Linked DNA regions of Rattus norvegicus: regions 2, 3 and 4 are each linked to region 1. The links are chromatin contacts, called in public Hi-C maps. All regions are on one chromosome and are shown on one strand. Each heading gives the region's core, a stretch centred on a gene start, on an enhancer-like site or on the middle of the called end of the contact. The rest is flanking DNA. Distances are from core to core; before and after follow the strand shown.

Region 1 (5,079 bases), core at 1,744-4,243:
TCAGAGGTGATTTCCAAGGGAAATGCTTGGGAATCTTCTTTTTCCCTCTCAGAGTTTGGCAGAGTCAGTTTCCTCGAATCCTGGTGTCACAGACCAAAACACTTATAAACAGCCCGTGCTGCTCTCAACTGCAGCCCTTCCTCCCCAAATTCCTTCAGTAGCTCAATTCCCAGCAAGCTTTTCTTCTGTGGTGCAATGTGCTTCCCTGCCTTCGTGACATCCCTGTCCCCTGTGAGTGCTGGCTTTTCTTCTCTGACATAGTCACAACCCTCTGAGTTTGCTCACTTGATGGAGAAGTTCCAGACAACTTCAGGCTGTGACTGCAGGATTAAAAGTTCTCTGGGCATGGTGCTCTTGACCCTGCCAAAGGACATGTGGTGCTAGGTTTAACAGAAAAATTACATTCACTTGTCTGCTTCAAGTATTAGTTGACATGCCCAGGCTCACAAAGCAGGGAGCCCTCATTTACAATGGAGTTGCCATCTTGCTGATTTCCTGTATTCAGTGGTTAGACTTCATACTGGAAAGAACTTGGAGGGCCTTATACTGGTTTGTACTGTGGAGATGTAGGACAGATAGTCGGTGTTATGTACTTGTTTAGTGACACATGTAGAAAAAAAAGGGTAGGTAAGAAGCAATTGTGATTTTTTTAAAAACTTATTTTCTTCTTCAAAACTTGTACATAGATTGTGTGTGTGTGTGTGTGTGTGTGTGTGTGTGTGTGTGTAAACTCATGAACTTAACATTCATTTCTACCCCAGTGATGATCCTTCCTACACCATAGTTTACAGATGCATTTTCTATCGATTGACCTTCATACAATTTTGCCATGGCCTGCATGAACCATTTACCCTACATCTTTTTTTTTAAATAATCAAATCATATTGTTATTTCCTTCAGGTGTCTTACGTCCTTCAAACAGGTATACGGTCCCTGAAGATAGAAGCTTCCAAATGCTCTCATCCTGTGTTGGCAGAATTCCCGTTAGGTGTGCCAACTTTATGTAAGAGCCACACGGGAGAATCACATGGTCTAAAGTTCAGGTTCACTTCAGAGTTCTAACCAGGGATTTTCTTAAAGACATAGTAAGGGGAGAGTCCCAGATTACTTGCAAGTAAGTCAGGTATCATGGGCCTGATCTTTGCCTCAGACCTACATGATAATTGTCTCATTGTTAGGAACATGTTCAACTTTCTCCTTCTTACCCCTCCTTGTCTCTCTCTCTCTCCACAAAGGTGGAGACCAAAGTTACCGGAAGCCTCAATTGTCAGAGCTCAAAGCCCTCGCTCAACATTTGACATTTGGAAACGTGTCCCCCCCTCCCCTTCCTCTGCACCCTCATCTTGTTTGCATGGGTGCCAGCCTTAGAGATAACCATATCAGGCAGAAAAAATGAAATGTGTTTCCTTCTAAAGTGTCTTCCTCCTACACGGTACAGCTAGGCACCCCAGGCTTGTCTGCATATAACTTAGGCTTCTCTCTTTTGACTTTTAGGCCAGCAGATAGAACATTTCACATTTTTTTTCTAGAAAGAGACAGAAATCATGGAACTTTTAAACCAGAAAAAAAAACCTAGCAGATTATTTCCCCCGAAAGTCTTGTTTGATGGTGGTGGTGGTGGTGGTGGTGGTGGTGGTGGTGGTGGTGGTGGTGGTGGTGATTGTGATTGGAGAAGTTTGATCCTTGGTTTGCAGTCAGTTACATATGAACTGAGCTGGTATCGAACCTCAGCAGTTTTATAATGTCAAGACTGATATTCCTATCAGAAAGGCTCGGTCGGGATGCATTCACTTTAGCAAGAATTCTGAAAGTTCAGACAGTGGACTTTCCCAGAACCTTTACAGACCAAAGAAAGTCTCTCATGAATTCATCGGGGAAATAGACCAGCCCTGTCCTGTAGTGTCTTTCTTGGGAGGATGGCTGGAGACTGGAATAGCTCTGGGCCTGACCTGGAGTCTGTTTCAGGCAGGTAGTTGAACTCCTTCAGCTTTGTGTGACCGCTGTGTACCCAAGACTTAAATGCTGAAGCCTGACACACACATGCTCCTAGAGGCCTCCTCAAGACATTGAAGGACGCTAAATTTAACTCTTTAACATCCGCCAAATCTGGTAACAGAAGAAAACGGGAGGCAAGGCTGGGTCTCTGCTTTGTACGGTTTGGAGACATCCAAAATAAGAATGCCCAAAGTATTCCCCACCCCATACACACCCCAAAGGGCCAGAACACTAGAGGAGTTCTCTACTTTTGGCCTTTGGGGGATTTTTAGGGCAAATCCAAACAAAACCAAAAGGGCTCCAAACTTAGTGGTACTATTCTCCTAGGAATTGGAAATGTGACCAGAGACAAAACCAGAAGAGAGAAAATGGGTGGAATCCCCAACCTGGCTTTGTCTCCTCCCATCTTGGACCGTATCTGGAATTCTCTCTAACGCCCATGCCACTCTCGAAACACTGAGTGGTTGGAAGACCAGCAGAGGTGCGTAAAAACCTCCTTCATGTGCCACTGTATCATTTAGAGGTGACACTCACCGGGGTCCTGTGCAGCACCATTGTGCTCTGTGTGGTTTGTGTGTGGTGGGGAAGTCAGGTCTAGGAGCTGCATGGCGTTCACCTCGGGGCTCCAAGCTCACAGCCAACATTTTGCTTCCTCAAGGGCCAGTGAGAATAGCCTGTTTGAACCCCAAAGGCACACTCTCAATCTAGGGCACGACCCCTTTTGGTGCTCTTGGCTACAGTTCTTGTCCTACCCCCAGCCTGCAGGGTTCTGCTGAAGCAGAACCGTGCACTTCCGGACCCCACACTCTACTTGCGTGCTTCCCAGCCCACTAGAGAGATTTTTCAGAAAACTATTTTTAGAAATAGTAACCTCAGAGTAAGAAAGGCACGGCACTCCAGATTGGGCGTTTTTCTGGGCCAAGCAAGCTAAGGAGCAGTTGTTTAAAGAGAAAGGTGTAACAGCAGCCCTTGCTGTTCAGCTGGGGGATCGTCTGCAGATTCCTGGGTTTGACTCCCTCTAGCGTCTCGATTAGGAAGACAAGTCTAAAGCCAGGCTTAGGAGACTTGTGGGGAACTGGGACACAAAGTATTTTTCTTTGTTTTGTTCCTAGTTCCTCCTCTGCTCTCCATTCTCTCTTTTGTGACAGACTTCCCAGCACGAGAAGAAAATGAAGATTAAATATTAAATTTACGAATAGCAGAGCGATTTATTTGCATCTTTTTTCTTATTCCTGGAAGGATCAGTGATTAAGCAGAAGTTTATCTCAAGAATGAGGCTATAATGTAACTTCTGGATATCTCTGTTTACATAAAGTCTATTCCCTGAAGAGAATCTGCATGCGCGCTGTTAGGGAACACTGTGTACTGTGCACCTCGTCACAGAATTAGGGTCAGCCGTACTGCTGCTTTTGGAGAGGACAGATTAAGAGGAGGGGCTTGTGGGTGCAGTGGCAAGGCAGCATGAGACTTCATAAATGTAAGGGACACAGGCACATAGGACTAGAAGCACAAAGCAGTGTGTCTGTCTTTGAAAGTTGGAATCATTGGTTGTTTTATCGTATTTCCCTATGAATTTGATGAGCCTTCTTCACGAAGGAAACAGAAGAAAAAACTAAATGAACTTTTCTAGGTCTCTGAATGTGAGGATTCTAAAACTGAGTGCCGTGCGATTTCCCGATGGAAAGGAAGCTCTAATTGAAGGAATCTTCATTGGCCAGGAGAGCTCAGTCCTCCAGTTGGAACGTTTATCAGCGTGGAAAAGAGGTGGCAGACAATTATCTGGTTAGGTTATAGATGGCTGGATTTCTCCTATAACCTGGCTGTGGCTTACTAACGTCTGAGCTACAGAGTAAACCCAAGTGACTGTGGGTGACAGGACGGGAAACGTGTGCAGTGCACACTTAAGACATGCTCGTACCTCCCGGCCTGTTTTGAGTCAGACTTTGTGAATTATAGAACAGCAGCCATTCATTCAACAGAAAGCATTCCATTCACAAACACTGCAGCTAAGCTCACAATGGTTCATTATGAGTTCTTTTGCTGAAGGGCTACTTGCCTTTCCAGGGCAACAGCCTCTTCTTTGACTGCCTTTCTCTCAGCTCCCATTTACCATTTTCACATCATTCTCTTTAGAACTTATCTGATGTCTAGCAGCCCCTGGTGGGCAGACTGGAATGCTCCCACCACCCTTAACATACTCACACTGAGCCTGTAAACATCAAACGATGATTTAATCCACTAAGGTAGATTTTCCAGAATGTATCGGTTTCTTTGCCTTTGCTACCATGGAAAACAAAGGCATGGGTGTTGGGCTCAGAAGATGGCGCAGTGTATAAAGTGCCTGTCTTACATATTCAGGATCCATGCTCAGTCTCCAGACCCAAGAAAAACAGAACAAACAAACAAACAAACAAACAAACAAAAAACAAGTGCATGCTGTGTTCGATTGAAGACCCTGAACAGTGGTTTTGAAGATCGTTTTAAGTGTGAAGAAAGCCTGTGAGGCTTTAAGACTCTAGATGTCAGGTTGCAGTATTGGTGGCAAATGCCTTCCTTGTTCAATATACAGGAGGCTCTCATAGGTGAGGGCAGGGCAGGGCATTAGTTGAGGAGGAGACAAAATTATTGAGCTGAAATGGCAAGGAACTGAATTGTTTTTTTTTCTTTCTTTTCTGTCTTTTTTAAAAAAAGTTGTCATCGGTTCTTTGTGAGTTTCCCATCATGCACCCCAGTTCTGCTCATCTCCTGTCCCCTCATAACCCCACCTTTCACCCTGTAACCTTCCCCCAAATAAAAAAACAAACAAACACATCATCATGGAAGCTGTATTCATGTCAGTGTGTCCCACACTGTATCCCTCTGTCCACGCGTCTTCATTTGCAAACGTTCATTTCAACGAGTCATTGGTCGGGCTTGAGACTTCTGGTTTCGGTGACACCATCAATATTGGATCCTCATCGGGGCTCTACCCAGTTATCATGTTGTTGCCTTGTGTCTTGGAGAGGCTGTAGCTTTGGATCAGCAGGACTGGCCATTTCATGCATCCCAGTCATTTGCAGATGATATAGAGCCAGTGTCGAGCCT
Region 2 (5,079 bases), core at 1,316-3,815, 230 kb before region 1:
CTAGAGCCTAAGGACTACTAAAAAGATACAAATCTGTTTTCTCCCAGTTGAAAGCAAACTCTCTCCCTCCCCGCCCCCACTGCCAAGCGCCTTAAAAACTGTCAATCTTGAAATGGTGTGCTCAGGTATATGAAAGGCAAAACTTTCTGGCTGGTAGGTAAGGTGGTGAACCATCTATGAAAGGAAGTGGTGGGGACAGGAGTTCTAGTTTACCATAAGGAACAAAGGGGACCACAGATACACAAAGGGCGGCTCTCACTGCAGAGTTACTGACACCTCTTAGGTCACTGTCCCTTACAGGCTATATACCAGTAGAAGCCCAGAGCAACCAGTAAGCTGATAGTGCTTCACTCAACAAATAGTTATTGCACGTCTGGAATGCCCTGTGCTTGGGGCAAAGCATATAATCTTTTTTGATAGGTTAAAAAAACATAGTAACGTTTTTAAACTCTGCAAGAATGTCTGGGGAAATCCACTTGTGTTTTTAAAGTGAATGCAAAATCCACTTGTCAAATGTATAGGTAAAAAACGTAGTAACGGTTTTTAAACTCTGCAAGAATGCCTGGGGGAAGTCCACTTGTGTTATAAAGAGAATGCAAATTCTACTTGTCAAACATTAACTAAGTGAGCGACAGACAGTCCTGATCGGAGGATTGGTGTCCTCAAAATGTATACATATCTTAATCGGATCTCTCTTAGTGCTTCTCATCCTACGGGGAGTTTCAACCAGATCCTGCTGCACACATGGGACCTCAGGTGTTTCGAATATTTGCCATCAGAATTGTCCCAATCACATCCTCTGATTTGGACATTAGAACATTTTGAGCTTCTGCACTCCAGGACACGGTTAGGAACAGGAAGACCAACATTTGATGGTCATCGTGGAAGCATGACAATGAACACGTTCACTCATTGCTGCCAGGGTAGAAAATGCTGGATTGTGGTGGGCTTCTTTTAGTGTCCCACATGCTTGCATGTCAATGGTCGTGGAACTAAGCACTAGTTTAGTGGAGAAAGAGGCCGAGGGGAGGGGGGTGAGGGAGGAGGAAATCTGAGGAAACCGCTTTTGCAAACAGTTGAAAACTCTCCAGCGTTTTCATGAGACTACAACATCAAAATGAAAATTCCCCAAAGAGACTGTTTAGTTTGTCCAATTCTACAGACATGATAGTCCAAAATTCTTTTCCTTGCTGCTTATTTGGGCGTGTGAACGTACAGTTCATTCATCAGCTGGTTCCTTAAGCTTTTCCCAGGCTCTGAAGTGTCTGTTCTTGTCATTTGGAGGTCAGCATTGTTTTCTCATACCTTGCAGAAACACAGCTGGACAGCAACAGTCTGTTCTTTCAAAAAACCAAACCAAAACAAAACAAGGATTATCACATACACATATTTTCCTCTGGTCACCCAAGAAGGGTGGAGATGGGAGATGTGACCAAGACCCAGAGATTGACACTCTATTGCTGTCCCCACCCCACCCGCCTGATTTGTTTTGGGAATCCCGTACACTGCTAAGGCTCCAAGGGGCAAAACATGCTTAGCTAAAAGTCAGCAGGTGTGAATAAGTTTACTGGAGCAGAAGTTACAGTTGCAGGCAAGTGGTAGCAGTTCAACACATGCTTAGAAATCAGGAAACAGTACTAAGAATAGCTTTCCCTGAGGTCTCTCAGGACGATTTATTACGTTGTCTTTTATTCAAAGGTAGATGTCAATACCTTGCTGGCTTCAGCTACACTTACGGTACCATGCCTTGGAAGATTTGTTCATTTATACCAACTATCTCGATGTATAATGGCTATCAGCGGCAAATTATCTATCGGTTATTCTCACTCATCTTGATATATATATATATATATATATATATATATATATATATATATATATATATATAAACAGAATAATTAAAACACAGTTACAAGTTCTGGATTCCCTTGGCTAATCCAGGAGCTTTGGAACTTTGAGTCTTTGGGATCTTCAATAGGCATGGTTCTGAGCTAGTGAAGCCGATTGAGGTTTCTGTTCAGCAATGCTGTCCTTGCCTTGCCCATCCATTCCACGGGTGGGATTCTGAGTCACGTCTAGGCTGGAATCCTCGCAGGACCCCCCCCGCTGTGGAAGCCCCCCCGCACGCGCCCCTCGTTGCGCACCCACGCCTCATGTCCTGTGTGTCAAGCTTTGTGAATGAATGATGTACACGCACTTGGAAAACTATGCTGCTACTGGAGCGGGGCCGCAGCGGGTGACCAAGCCTCTAAGAATGCGTGCAGAATCAGACGGACTTTCCCGAGACTCTGCACGCCAGCGACCCGCTCGCCAGCCATTCTCCGGAGCGGTGGGCCGAGGCTCTGGCCCGGCGCGCGCAGAGTAGCTGGAGCGGCGCCGCCCCGCCAGGCTCGCCCGCCCTTCCTTTCGCTTTTGGAACGCGGGTGATGATTGGCTGCAGGCGCTAGGCCCCGCCCCGCCGCCCCATCCCCGCCGCCCGGTCGAGTGGGCAGGGCAGGCGCTGGGATCCTGGGCCTGGGCTCGGTGAGGAACGCCCTAAAGCGGAGGCGAGCCTCACTGCGCCAGCGCCGGCCAGCCGAGAGAGTGAGCGAGCGCCCGGGACAGAGGAGCGAGCGGGCGAGGCGCGGGCGAGGCTGGGACCCAAGCGCGCTCTCTGCTCCGCCAAGTGCCAACTTCGCGCCGACTGGCTGGGCGCGCACCTTTCTGCCGGGCGATCAGCGGGAATTTGAGATTTTAGGGCTGCGCTCTGTCCCCTTCCCCTGAGTTCAAAATCCCTATTAAAAAGCAAAACAACAGTTACAGCAAACTTGCTCTCATCCCGCCGGCCCCCTCAACTCCGGCACCATGAAGGCGGCCGTCGATCTCAAGCCGACTCTCACCATCATCAAGACAGAAAAAGTGGATTTGGAGCTTTTCCCATCCCCGGGTGAGTGGCGACAGTGAGGCCCCCACCCCAGCTCCGTGTCCCCTCTGGCCTGCGCTGCTCTCTCAGGAGCCCGGGATGTCTAGACCAGGAGACTGTTGGTGGCCTGAGACCCTTGGGTTTTTTGGGGGTGGTGGTGGTGGTCTATTTATTTTTACAGCTGCGTTTTTTGTGACTAATGGGAAAAAGCTTATAGAATTTCCAGTGCCCCAATTCCGGTGTTTCAATTTTCCCACATAAGCGAGAACCTTCTGGTAGTATTCCTTAATGTTAGCAAGGGGGCCTGACAGTGCCTCTCAGGTCACCCCCATGCCCCTCCCAACTGTGTCTCCCCAGTACTGGAGCTTGATGGGAGGGTCCTGTGGAGTGCTGAAAGGGTATTTGGCTAGCTGCCTGGCCTTCCAGCACTTGTATCCTGAGCTCCCCTGTCATAAGAACCTTAGAGTCTCACCCCTCTTTTCTAGGTTGAGGAGGAGGTAGTGGGAGGAGAAATAAAATGAATCTGTTTAAACTTTGGGAAAGTCTGATTCCTTCCCCGTTCAGTTTGGCTTCCCATACCAAAGGTCCTCGAAGAAGAAAAGCATCCACCAACCAGATGTGACTTAGTGTCTTTGGTTCATGGTTTCATTTAGCAGGCTTAAAGGATTTGAAGAGGAGAGGGAGAGAAAAGACATCGAATTTTGTCTTAGAAGGGAATTTTAGTGTTCCACAGATGGAGTCAACTCTTCAGGATTCCTGAAGCTAGCAGGGCGTCAGGGAGTGTGCCTACTTTTAGAAAGGAAACTGGTCTCAAGGAAAGGTGACTTGGGAGGTGAAAGGATGTAGAGAGATACAGGGAGAAGGGGATACGTTTTGGAAAATAATCAGCTGTCAAAGACACAGACCTCTGTTGGGTCTGATTAGCCGTAAGGGTTGCTGCTGTCCCTGATCCTTGCCTCTGCCAGGAAGAACTGCATATTTAACCTGTTCTTTATACTTTACATACAAGCCAAGATGAGGTGTTGACATTCTGATGTACTTCAAAGTGTTAATAGAGGCATTTGGGTCCCATCCCTTCCAGAGACTCTCCTGATATTCAAGGGCAGGATTGCTCTGTACAAAAACTGGGCTTGTCACAGTGTGGTGGCAGTCAGAGCCAGGCTGAGCTGGGGGTCTCTCCTAGCGCTGTGCAGACGTCTCAGGCACCCAGGGCTACAGATAGAAATGGTGCCGCGAAGGTTGTTTTGGGGTGTTCGAGGGAGCCAGGAGTTCTCTGTGTTACGATGGATTGAAACCACATACAGCAGAAGGGAAGGGCTAGCTCACAGGGAAGGGATATGAACTCAGCTAATAGGCCCTTTCCGTAAGAATGGCTTGTTTATACGCGCTGTGCATGTTTATGGGGAAGAGACAGATTTGGGATCTGGGAAACATCATGTGTATTCTGTCAGTTCACATACCTACAGTGGACCTTTCAGGCTGGCAGCGAGTGAGAGCGAGCCCCTGGCCGCACGTGTTTTAGATCACACCAAATAGCCGAAGCGTGTGTTTTGGTAATTTAATATCAAGTATGTGGGATTTGAAAGCATTTGATTCCATTACTTCAGTTATTGATGAAAAAAAAAAAAAAACGAACTGTGTCTGAGGAACTTCATTGAGCTGCTCCACCAGTAAGATAGAGCTAGGCAGGCCTCTGCTGCAGTCCATTTTCACTATTTGAAGTGACTTTACAGTGGCTTTAAAAAAAAAAAAGTCAAAAAGGTGTTCAAGGAATGCAAGTTGGAAGTGAACCTGGGGGCTACGTAGTGTATTCAAGATATAGTGAAATCCATTCTCAAAATTAAAAGGAGGAAAGTTTCCAAGCCACCGAACTTCATGGCAACAAAGCAACAAAATTTCATTTGGTCCAAGAAATTGTCTTCTGCCATTCAGGATGACACACACACACACACACACACACACACACACACACACACACACATATATATAATATAGTATTAATCTATATATAATATATATCATCTATATATATCTGATACTTTCTTAGACAAAATAAACAGCAACGATTTATTATTATAACTTTTTTAAAGCATTTTTTTCCTGGACTGTAGTTGCATTGATGCAAATATTGCACCCATACCCCAGATGATATGCTAGAGGCACACGGAAAAGTTAAA
Region 3 (5,079 bases), core at 1,602-4,101, 190 kb before region 1:
AATGACTGAACGCAAGGTTCACAATCCACCGTCTTTTCTATTTCTGTTCTGTTCCCCTCGATTCACATTACAGGCACTAAGTAATTCTGGGTTGCGTGAAGAATATTGGTCCTTCTTTTTATAGGTAACCGAGACTATGTAGTAATAGCTCAAATGGTTTCAGTGAATAAGTTGGATATGTGGGGGAAGGGTGAGGGTAGTGGAAATCAGAAGGAAGAATAAGGATTTTTGCTCACCAGGATGCAGAGTGTTGTAAGCAAGACACAGGGTTGTTTTTGTTTGTTTGTTTGTTTTTTTGTTTTTTTGTTTTTTTGTTTTTTTTCTTTTTTGGTTTTTGTTTCCAAAGGGGCTTAGTGTACTGTGGAAACCCCCTTCAGTTTTACCTGCTGCGATGATGATGAAGACGTGAGCACAGTTCTTTCTCAGTTTGCATTCTCTTCACACTCTGTTCACACTCTTCCCTTCTTTGTGCGAGTTTTGTTTTTCATACGCTGCTTTGTTTTCCCTGACAGATATGGAATGCGCAGATGTCCCACTGTTAACTCCGAGCAGCAAAGAAATGATGTCCCAGGCACTGAAAGCTACCTTCAGTGGTTTCACAAAAGAGCAGCAGCGACTGGGAATCCCCAAAGGTATACTTTACATGGTAGGAAAAAGGAACGCCGAGACGGATGCTTAGGGAAGCTTCATTTGCTCTCCCCGTAGCTAGGCTGGGTAAGATCAGTCACAGTGGAATCTGTGATGGGCAGTTGCAGAAATCCACGAGACATGGGGACAGATGCTCCACTCCTTTGTCATCGCCAGTGGTCCTAGGACAGTGTCTCCCGACCTGTCTGTACACCAGCATCTCTGGATCTTTGAGAGCTTCTGGAGTAAGCCCCAGACCAATTCAAGTCATCCTAACGGTCACTGACAGCTTTATTTTGTAAACTCCTCTAACAATTCCAGGTCGTAGGCAAGTCTGGAGAACCTGACTTTAGAGTCAGTATGGGTGACCATGGATGAACCCAGGGAGCTGGGCTGCTTTATATTTAGACTCTGTTCTCTTCCATGTGCTTTGGCAAAGTGTGCTTGCACTTTGGGCGTTCCTATCTAAAAGGGTTTACTGAGTCCATGGAGTCTGGAGTTATCATAAAAAAGTGAACTATGAATTGTCAGCTTTCCCTAGGAACATTTGCTGGGCAGTCATGAGTAGGCAAGCTGTGTCTTGTCCTTATTTTGCTTTTCATTTTGCGTTGATGTTGTTGTTAAGAAAGTTGAAGGAAGGCTGTCTATAAATAACACCTCATCTAACTGGAAATGAAAGACTTCCAGCATGGCCAGACCGAAGAGCTGGTTACATTCTTAGAATACATCTTTGCATTTTTTCTTCTTCTTCTGTTTACAACTCTACTCCAAACCTGAGTGGACCACAACCCCAAGCATCCTTTGTGGACCAGAAGGCGAGCAAAATGACTTCTGAGCCCTGGGTGTTCCAGCACCTTGTGCAGTTACTTTTGGTCCAGGCATCACTTACGTGCACCGTTTTGGTGTCATTGACAGATACAGCTCTGTCAAACCTTAGGCCAGGTATGAGGATTTCATGATATCACTGCTACTCAAAGCTGGGCCTGTGGTCACAAATAATGACACTCGAATGGCTTGTCATTACTAATTGCTGGGATTATTGTAAAACCTAAGTGGCTAAGATAAGAATAATCGAGTATAAAATCCTCAAGTGTGTCGCAGAGCTGAGAGCAGACGGGGGCATGCAGAATTTGTGGAAAACACTTTACACTGTTATTATTGCCCTTAAAGAAGGCATATTCCCTTATCTGGGGGCTTTAAATTTTTTTTTTTAATGGGATAAGGGTGAGAGAGGAGATCAGTGGAAATCTTGGTCTTAAAAAAAAAAAGCAGGGAATTACTCTTGGCTGACTTTAGCTCCTCCTATCTGACAAAATAGGGCAAGTGGGGTGCTAGATATGGGGAAAGAAATCTGAGAGGTCCTGGACAAGATGCTGCTCCCTGGGTGTGAGAGTCACTAGCGTCCTCAGCCCTGTCCCATCTCTTCCTGCCTTCCCTCAGCCTGACCCACTGTATCCTCACTTGGCCTCTCTCTTCTCAGACCCCCGGCAGTGGACAGAAACCCATGTCCGGGATTGGGTGATGTGGGCTGTGAATGAGTTCAGCCTGAAGGGTGTGGACTTCCAGAAGTTCTGTATGAATGGAGCAGCACTGTGTGCCCTGGGTAAAGAATGCTTCCTCGAGCTGGCTCCAGACTTTGTGGGGGATATCCTGTGGGAGCATCTAGAGATCCTGCAGAAAGGTAAAATGTGTGGAAACAATGGGGTAGGGAAGTGGAGGGGGGCATTTCTCTAAAAGTAGGAGAAGAGCTGGCCGGATGGTGGGATGTTCTTGCTTTTGCCTGTAGGTGTTCAGCCATGGCATAGATGGTCTGTGGGGATGTGTTTGGTGCAAAGCAAGAGCTCAGTACATGCTGGCTCCTCTATGCCTTAGGAGTTCATATTTTAATTTTTAAGCAAGACTGTACTTTAGATTCCTGTATACACTCCATGTTATTTTTGTAGACCCATACATTATTTGAATAAACAGTGCCTGGACTTAAATAAATCTGGATTTAAGAAACAGGTGTTTTTATCTACTCCAGAAACTTTAACATATACTCCCTTGATCTATGACGTATCCTCTGGTAACAGGAGAATACAGCTTTTCCATGCTCATTAGCACGACAAATGTCTCTGCCAGTTGCTGGTTTGGCATTATGGCGGTGTAGAACACCTTTTACACTCCGAGCCAAAGCTAGGGTTATATCAGGACGTGGTGTTGCAACCTTTTAATGACACAGCCTCCTCTACTGGCCTCTTCTAACCTTTTTGGACCAAGTGACTCATGTCCCGTAGCACCGGCTGAGTATAGCAACAGCAGCGGGTGGCAAACTTGGGTGTTTCTGTGCTTATTTGTCTAAATTTCTTCTTAAAATAAATTGCAGTTACCAGCAGTCAGCAGTGCCCTACAGCTGACTGTAAGCCTAGAAGCCTGCTGCCCTCTGTAACCAGGCCCACCCTTTCCCTGTGGTCACCAGCCTCAAGCTCTAGGCACAGTCACTGGGGGTAGGGCACAGAGCTCATTCCTCGTAAGACCTTCCTTTGTTTAAGAGTATGCCTCAGTCTCAGGACTGAGGAGAGACCCAGGTCCCATTCCTCTGGGCACGTGAATGTGATGTGCGTTCCTTTGCCTCAGCTTCTCATTGAAAATGATCAGCGGATGAACACATTTAAGGACTTGGTGGGTCTCTCTGGGTGCTGCTACTCAGGACAGGACAACAGCTCTAGGAACTGTACTGGTGCTGACCCCACTAGGCACTGACTTGAGTGACCTGCTCGTAAGAGGAAAAGAAAGATGTGGTAGACTCCTCAAAGCGCTGGCTTGGTGCTGCCTTCTGAACACAACAGCAGGTTGCACCAGACCATGAAACCAAACATAGTCTGTCAATACAATGCTTCTCTGAACTCAGAATGAATTCCCACAGTGGGTGTACCAGGAGCTGGGGGTACTCTCAGTCTGTCACTGGCCATGGTCCATTCATATCCTTGATTCTGAAGGGCTGCCAAATAGATTTTCTTTCTCGGAATTACCCTCAATTAGTGATCAACACGTTAAACTTTACTTCTAAGTCTGTTTTAATTTCACTTCCCACCCAGTGTTCTTGCTGTGCTAATGTGCGTTCACAGGGAACTGCTACTAAGACAGGATTAGACTGTGGACTGCTTCTATGCAGGGGAGTACCGTCAGGGAACTGAAGTGCAGTACAGTGTAATTGAGTCCGTGTGAGGAGGCAATTCTGTCACCCCAGCCGGTGTCCCATCGCTTGAGGCAGTAAGACTGTCTTTCTGGGGATTCACCTTTCTGAGTGGATGATCAGGATGCTTGTAGGCAGAACAGCGTCCTTTCTGTGATCTCACTTGAGCAGCATGGCAGCCAGAGAACATAGCTGCTCGGGGTGGAGCTGTAGGCCAAAGGTGCAGGGGATGTTTTAATCTGATAAGCCACTCAAGCAGAGTTTAATCATTTTATCTCAACTGGGAACTTTTTTTTTCCTCTTTTTGAGTACAGGCATAAACTTGTTTTCCCATCAGCCTTTGCTCTCGGCAGGCTAGCAGATACCTGAGGAAAAACTGTATCAGCAGTCTCCCTTTACAATTGATCTTTGCAAAGCAATGCAGTCAGCAGCTCAGGCATTTGATTCTAGGGTAGCCAGAGTACTCTGAGCCCACCATGACAGTTCTGCTCCCCGCTACACTTTCTCTTTATTTCTTTCTGAGTCGCAAGGAAGTTGGCATCGAGGCAGTTTGGCTGTGTTGCTTCTCACGGTTCACTGAGCGGAGTCACCTTACCAGTGTCCTGCTTCTTGTCTGGGCCTGAACTTGAATTCCAAGAACAAAGAGAAAAGCAGATTAAAAAAAAAAAATCCAAATATCTGAAAAAGTGGAAGATACAAATACCTACTTGCCCAAAGACTGCAATGTGTTCTGAAATGGTTTTCAGTTGATCGGTTTAAATGCTAGGTTCTGATCATGGTCCTTGAGGCATCCCCAGACTGGAGCCTGAAGATTCAGTTCCCTGAAGGGAAACACCGAGATACCAAGGCTGAGGGCTGCTGGTTTTTCTCAACCCTCAGTGATTGCCCAATGGGTTTCCTCCCAAGATAAGTGGACTAGTCCCATTTCACAGCTATTGAAATGCTAAACTCAGCCATACTTTTCTGATGTCATCCTGAGATAAAGCTGTGTTCAGGCAACCAAGACACCAACTCCCGCTGTGGGCTTGCAGACTCCGTATAAAAGAAAATGTTGAGATTATCAGGGTCCTTGTGGGTAAGATCCGCGTAGGTCAGTTGTCACGTGCATGCTATCTTTATTTTATTCTCTGGTGTGTTTCTTACAGAGGATGTGAAACCGTATCAGGTTAATGGAGTCAACCCTACCTACCCAGAATCCCGTTACACCTCGGATTACTTCATTAGTAAGTGCTGTCTTCCACTCTCCTCTGTCTCTTGGCTCTTTATGGTTCGAGAAC
Region 4 (5,079 bases), core at 1,012-3,511, 180 kb before region 1:
GATTTTGAGGGGGAGGGAAATGTCTAGACTAAAGCCACAGGGCGCATAAGAGGCTTCCCAAGGTTTTGCACGTTGTCTAGCTAACAATTAGGAAAACATCCAACATGGTGAGCAGCAGATAAAAAGGAATGGCCTGCTATGCAAACAATGTGTGTGGGAGTATCTCCAAAGACATGGAAGGAATAGGGGGAGGCAGAGAAGCCTCCACGACATGCTGTGAGCCTGGACCCAAGGAGGTTTGGGTAGGACGTTCCTCTGTTCTGTCTGCGTCTCAGCCTCTGAAATAGTTCAGCCAAGCTGGGCCACAGTTGCCTAGTGGAAGCAGGACTGTATTACAGCTCTGTCCCCGACTGTAAGTCCCCAGCAGTCCTGGCCTTGATAGGGACATGGCGGAGGAGGCCTTTAATGTCCCCTGTAGCAGGACACCTGAGCAGCAGTTAGTGTGACAGCCACATTGGACCCGGCACACAAAAGTGGCATCTTAAACTAGCATGGCTTCCCTGCCTGCCCAGTGGAAGACACTACTCAGGATCATGTGTGTCCATGGTCCCAGTGGCCCACCATAGGCCTTCGGGGGTTCTGTGCATAATGTTGGGTGTAATGAACCCAACGGTGTGACTCACATCTCCCTGGTGATAAAGAGAGTGAAAGTTCTCCTAGGATGACTGAATTCGAAAGTTTAGACCGAGAGGAGGGTTGTACCCGAGGTATTTAAGAGGTGGCAGGACACAGCTCTGTGGAGGAGTTTGACATTCAGACAGAGTGGAGCAGTTTCTTGTGAAGGCCTCTCCAGCCTCCTCCTCTGGCCCCAGTTCCTCAAAGGCGTAGGCAGGACACTTTCAGCTTTTTGCATTACGGTGAACCAAGAAGGTTTTTTTTTTTTTTTTTCCTATAGCCCCATGCTGTTGCTAATATTCATGTTCCACCCCAATCTAGTTATAATCCCCGACATGAAAGATGCTCATAAACTAGTTGTTGGCTGCGTGCCTGTCAGAGTCAGTACAGACTGATGCACACGATATGTCCTCCCGACCGGCAATGCTTTTCATCCCTAAAATGCAGAGGACCCTCTCCCCCAAAACTAACTCCTCCCAGAGCTGGACTGCCAGAGTTACTTATAGCGTCTGGAGTCTTGGGTCCATACTCTTACTAATCAGTCAACTCATCCTCTCTCCTGCTTGCCTGGCTGTCAGAGCAATGTGTTTCCTTTAAGGTATCTACATAGGTTGGGGAAAAACAAGAGGACATTGGTTTATAACACAGTTCGTACTCCTTAACCCTGACCTCGGCTGAGCTATCTCTGGTGACTTCTTAAAAGGTTTGTTCCCTAGAAAACACCAGGAGGAAAAGGCTGTAAAGAAACCCACTTCCTGACTCGAGGCTCACTCATCAGCGCAAACTCTTGTGCATGTTAAGCTGAACTGCACATCTATGGTGGGCTGAGAGGAAAGAGGCTTCATCTAAACTTTACATTATAAATGGAGGCAGCCCCTTTAAGAGAATGGGGCGGTCTTCTTCTGCCTGGGGCTACCCACCCCCACTTGTGGACACTTGAATGCACGCAGGTGTGCAGAGCCTCGGCAGAAACAAAGGTCTTTGCTCACACATGAAAACTGTGTAACTGTCGTCTCCAATCCAAGCCACACTAGCCCACCGAGTCTCAGTAAACACAGTGCCAGGTGGGGCACCCCGGGTGGCCACTTGCTGCTCACTTGACCTAGTGGCCAGCTTGCCTGGTGGCTAGGCAAAGCACCCCACTTCTCAGTACTCATAGACCATGTAGAGCCACGATTGTGCAAACACCGGGGACGGTAGCGGGGTTGTGGGGAGGGCTTGGCCAGAACATTAATGATTAGAGAAAACCTACCATGTGGGAAAGAGGATCTAAGTCTGTCTGTGACCCAATTTTCCCTAAGCCAGGAGGGTTCCTAATGTGTTCACTTGCAAAGTCGTTCACTTTGCTACCTCTTACGGTGCGTACCCACTCTTAATTAGAGGATGGGTTTCATTCTCATTCTGAACTTTAACAGAATCGTCAGTGGTTATTCTGTTAAGATATTTTAAAAATTATCATAGATGTCATTGAATTTTTTTTTAAAAATCTCCAACTTTATACTTTTCTGAAGGTTGCCACATGAAAGGTCAATTTCATTCTTGGAAGCGTTACTAAATTTTATCTAGGGAATTCGCAGGCATTTCTTTGAGAATTCTGTTTTGACAAACGCCTCTTCTGCATGACTCCAGTGTTTTTCCCAGTCTGCACGGCTCTGACATTCATTCTTCACGTTCCCTTGCTCTTGCTTATGTCTGCCGTGTTTCTCTAGGACATATCTGTAAATTAAAGAGAAGTAGAATTATTATTCCATTTTAGGAATAGGAAAACAAAGCCCAGGGAGTTTGACTTGCATTGTATTTCAATTTGAACCAGGAAAAAATTAAAAATCAAAGTTCTGTAGGGGTCACCATCTATGCATGCAGGCTTTATGTGTATATATGTGTGCATGCATTCGTGTGTGTGTGTGTGTGTGTGTGTGTGTGTGTGTGTGTGTGTGTGACTTTGTAGGTTTCTATATTATTTTCCACCACTGTGGTTAGCAAGTATAGCTTTAATAGTTTCATTAGTAGAGCTTATATTTCATTCACTACGCTTGATTTGGAGTCTTCCACACAGGACCATATTCATAGAGTATAGGGTAGCAGGGACTTACTAAGCCAAGGCATTGTGGGAAGGCTGTAGAGCGCACCATATTTGGGCCATGTTAGTGGTGAGGTGGGATACCATAGTGGCACCAGAAAGCCCTAACTCAGAAGAAGCAGGACGTGACAGCTCTAGGCATAGAACTGAGGTGAATATCAGACGGTCTTTGCTCTTTCTTTTCTAAGTTCTTTCCAGGCCTTAAGGGTCAAGCTACAGAGCAGTATCATCCTCGAACAGGCCCTGCTGCAGCTTCGGGCTGAGTCTGATACACAGCCAGAAACTGTTGGGTGATTTCTGTTTAATTATCCCTCAACGCCATGACTTCATGGAAACAGTAAGGTTCTGGGGTTGTTTGTAAATGACTTAGAAGGGTGAACTAAGACTCGGGAATCACCTACCCCATCTCAGAGACAGGTGCTCCCCCGGGTATAAAATGGCAGGCTATGCTGAGCAGACGGGTCATTTCCGGACTCCGGTGTTCTGTTTTTGCTGTCACCGTTGGCTGTGGGCAGAGACACCTGGCTAGAAGGGAGGGGCAAGCCAGGCTTATTCGCTGTTTCAGGGCCACCTGCCAGATGTGTCTCAGGGCAGAGTCAGCCCCGTTGCAAGGGTGACCAACCATGAGAGTTTCATAGGTTAAAATAAATACGCCATCCTATCCACACTGAGGTATTCAATTTGAATTTGAGAGTAGAACTGTAGGACTTCAGTTTCTTAGAGCAGCATGAACCCCCTAAGGACAAGAGGTGTGGCTGCTTTATTTGAGGAGCATGTTGGTGAAGCATAGCCTGGGTGTCATCCATATTTTGGTCCCAAAGATAATTTAATAGAGAGAGGCCTTTTGGCACCTTTCAAACCTGTATGCTTCCTCCCCCGACCTGCCCTGGAGGATAATGGTTTTGGCAAACGCATCCATTAAATGTTGAGGTATCGTGCCTGGCACCACAGATATGATAAGGCATTTGATAAAACACACAGTGTTAGAATTGTTAGCCGGGAGATGTGTGCCGATCAGGTGTTGTCTAGGCTTCAGGAATGAGAACAGAGACTTTCCCGGGGGAAGCATATATTCCAATCATGAGACTGATGGGCCTTGAGCAAACCATCAAGTCTTGGTGCTAGGAACCACAGTGAACGTGGCTGGGGGAATGGGCAGATGGCTCAGCTGGCAATGTGCTTGCGTCCCAAATATGGGGAATGGAGTTTGGTCCTCAGATCTCTGCACCTACCTAAAAAGCATGGCATGTTGGTGAACTTCTGAAAACTCAGTCCTGGGAGGGAAAGGACGGGAAGACTCCTGGAGCTCTCTGGCCAGCCAGTGCACAGGTGGGTGGCTTCTCTCAGACACCTGAGGTCATCTCCTTTCCTCTGCATATGCTACCCCCTCCACACCCCCCACACCCCCAGAGAGGTTTCTAGAGGGGTAGTTTAGAAAGAAGCCATAGTGAAAATATGAACAGTCTGCCAGGACAACAGCTGTCTAATGGTGACTCCATCTGTATGAACTCATGTCTTGTGTTAGCCTCTTACCAGGGCCTGGGTGAAAGATGTAAACTGTGTTTGAAGTGTAAATGCAGATGGGGTAGAAGAGCATGATGTTTAATACTCTGCTGCATGCCAGCTTTGAGATCACAGACATGGGCAGGTATTCTGCAAGTCTGGAAAACACACACACACACACACACACACACACACACACACACACACACACACACGATGATGGTGACACTGTTGGGTTGCCATAGTTGGTCTTGCTAGCACAAGCCTCTAATCTCAACTACTCAGGGTGTTGAGGCAGGAGATTTACAAGTTCAAGGCCAACCTGGGCAACTGTACTGAGAGTCTGTCTCAAAATACATGCATGCTTATGTGAATAGGTAATTCATAGTTGAGGGCATGGCTCGGTCTTAGAAAACTTGCCTACTCAATTCTGTAAACACCAACAACCAAAAACAACCAGAAAGCCATAACCAATCAAGACAGACATTCATGCACGTGCCCACACACACTTTAATAAGGTTTATTCCTAGCTTACTTCAACTTTTAGCCTCAGAGTCGGTGACCAGAACACAGGAGATGCCAATATTCAGTCATTGACATAGACGTGAAGTCTTGCAATTTCTAGGTAAAGACAAGGAACATAAAATATGACCCGGATGAGCAGGGATTTATGTGAGGCTGCCTCTGATTTGTGGCCTCTCTAGGGTCCCCTGGAGGGCAGTGGTTTTGGTGTTGTCTCTTGGCCCAGGCTGCTCCATGCACTTCTTTCAAGTCTGGGTTGTGCTTTGCAAGCTAGGACTGCCAGCACTGTATAAGAATTTTCCTCTCATCTTGAGGTTGAGAAGGAAAAGCTGTCAGGAAATTCCCTCGCTGGGGTGGCT

The links. A called contact is a pair of places that touch in the nucleus more often than the background predicts.
Region 2: a contact with region 1 is called in a Hi-C map of liver, with 4 times the contacts expected there. The contact joins the promoter of Ets1 here to the enhancer-like site in region 1. A contact is called at or near these places in 6 of 12 Hi-C or Micro-C datasets (the A7r5 cell line, hepatocytes, kidney and 3 more) and 1 of 1 datasets of contacts at active chromatin or transcription factors (oligodendrocytes).
Region 3: a contact with region 1 is called in a Hi-C map of liver, with 4 times the contacts expected there. The contact joins two enhancer-like sites. A contact is called at or near these places in 2 of 12 Hi-C or Micro-C datasets (kidney and liver).
Region 4: a Hi-C map of liver shows a contact between it and region 1, with 5 times the contacts expected there. The contact joins two enhancer-like sites. A contact is called at or near these places in 4 of 12 Hi-C or Micro-C datasets (Schwann cells, frontal cortex and liver).

Annotation. Positions count from the first base shown.
Region 1 is chr8:39,589,893-39,594,971 of GRCr8, forward strand. No RefSeq gene overlaps it. Among named protein-coding and RNA genes, the nearest start is that of Ets1, 230 kb to the left of the region's middle. Within about 2 kb of position 2,994, at least 29 of the 93 cell types and tissues checked have an H3K27ac peak or open chromatin away from gene starts, as enhancers often do. A contact at or near this core is called in the A7r5 cell line and liver, where this site is marked.
Region 2 is chr8:39,360,862-39,365,940 of GRCr8, forward strand. It overlaps Ets1 (ETS proto-oncogene 1, transcription factor), which reads left to right and starts at 2,566. Exons shown (of 8, transcript NM_012555.2): 1 at 2,566-2,926. The coding sequence starts at 2,845.
Region 3 is chr8:39,395,735-39,400,813 of GRCr8, forward strand. Ets1 (ETS proto-oncogene 1, transcription factor) reads left to right here. Exons shown (of 8, transcript NM_012555.2): 2 at 513-632; 3 at 2,108-2,308; 4 at 4,948-5,025. Among named protein-coding and RNA genes, the nearest start is that of Ets1, 35 kb to the left of the region's middle. Within about 2 kb of position 2,852, at least 9 of the 93 cell types and tissues checked have an H3K27ac peak or open chromatin away from gene starts, as enhancers often do. A contact at or near this core is called in liver, where this site is marked.
Region 4 is chr8:39,412,735-39,417,813 of GRCr8, forward strand. All of the region lies in intron 6 of Ets1 (ETS proto-oncogene 1, transcription factor), which reads left to right. Among named protein-coding and RNA genes, the nearest start is that of Ets1, 52 kb to the left of the region's middle. Within about 2 kb of position 2,262, at least 6 of the 93 cell types and tissues checked have an H3K27ac peak or open chromatin away from gene starts, as enhancers often do. A contact at or near this core is called in liver, where this site is marked.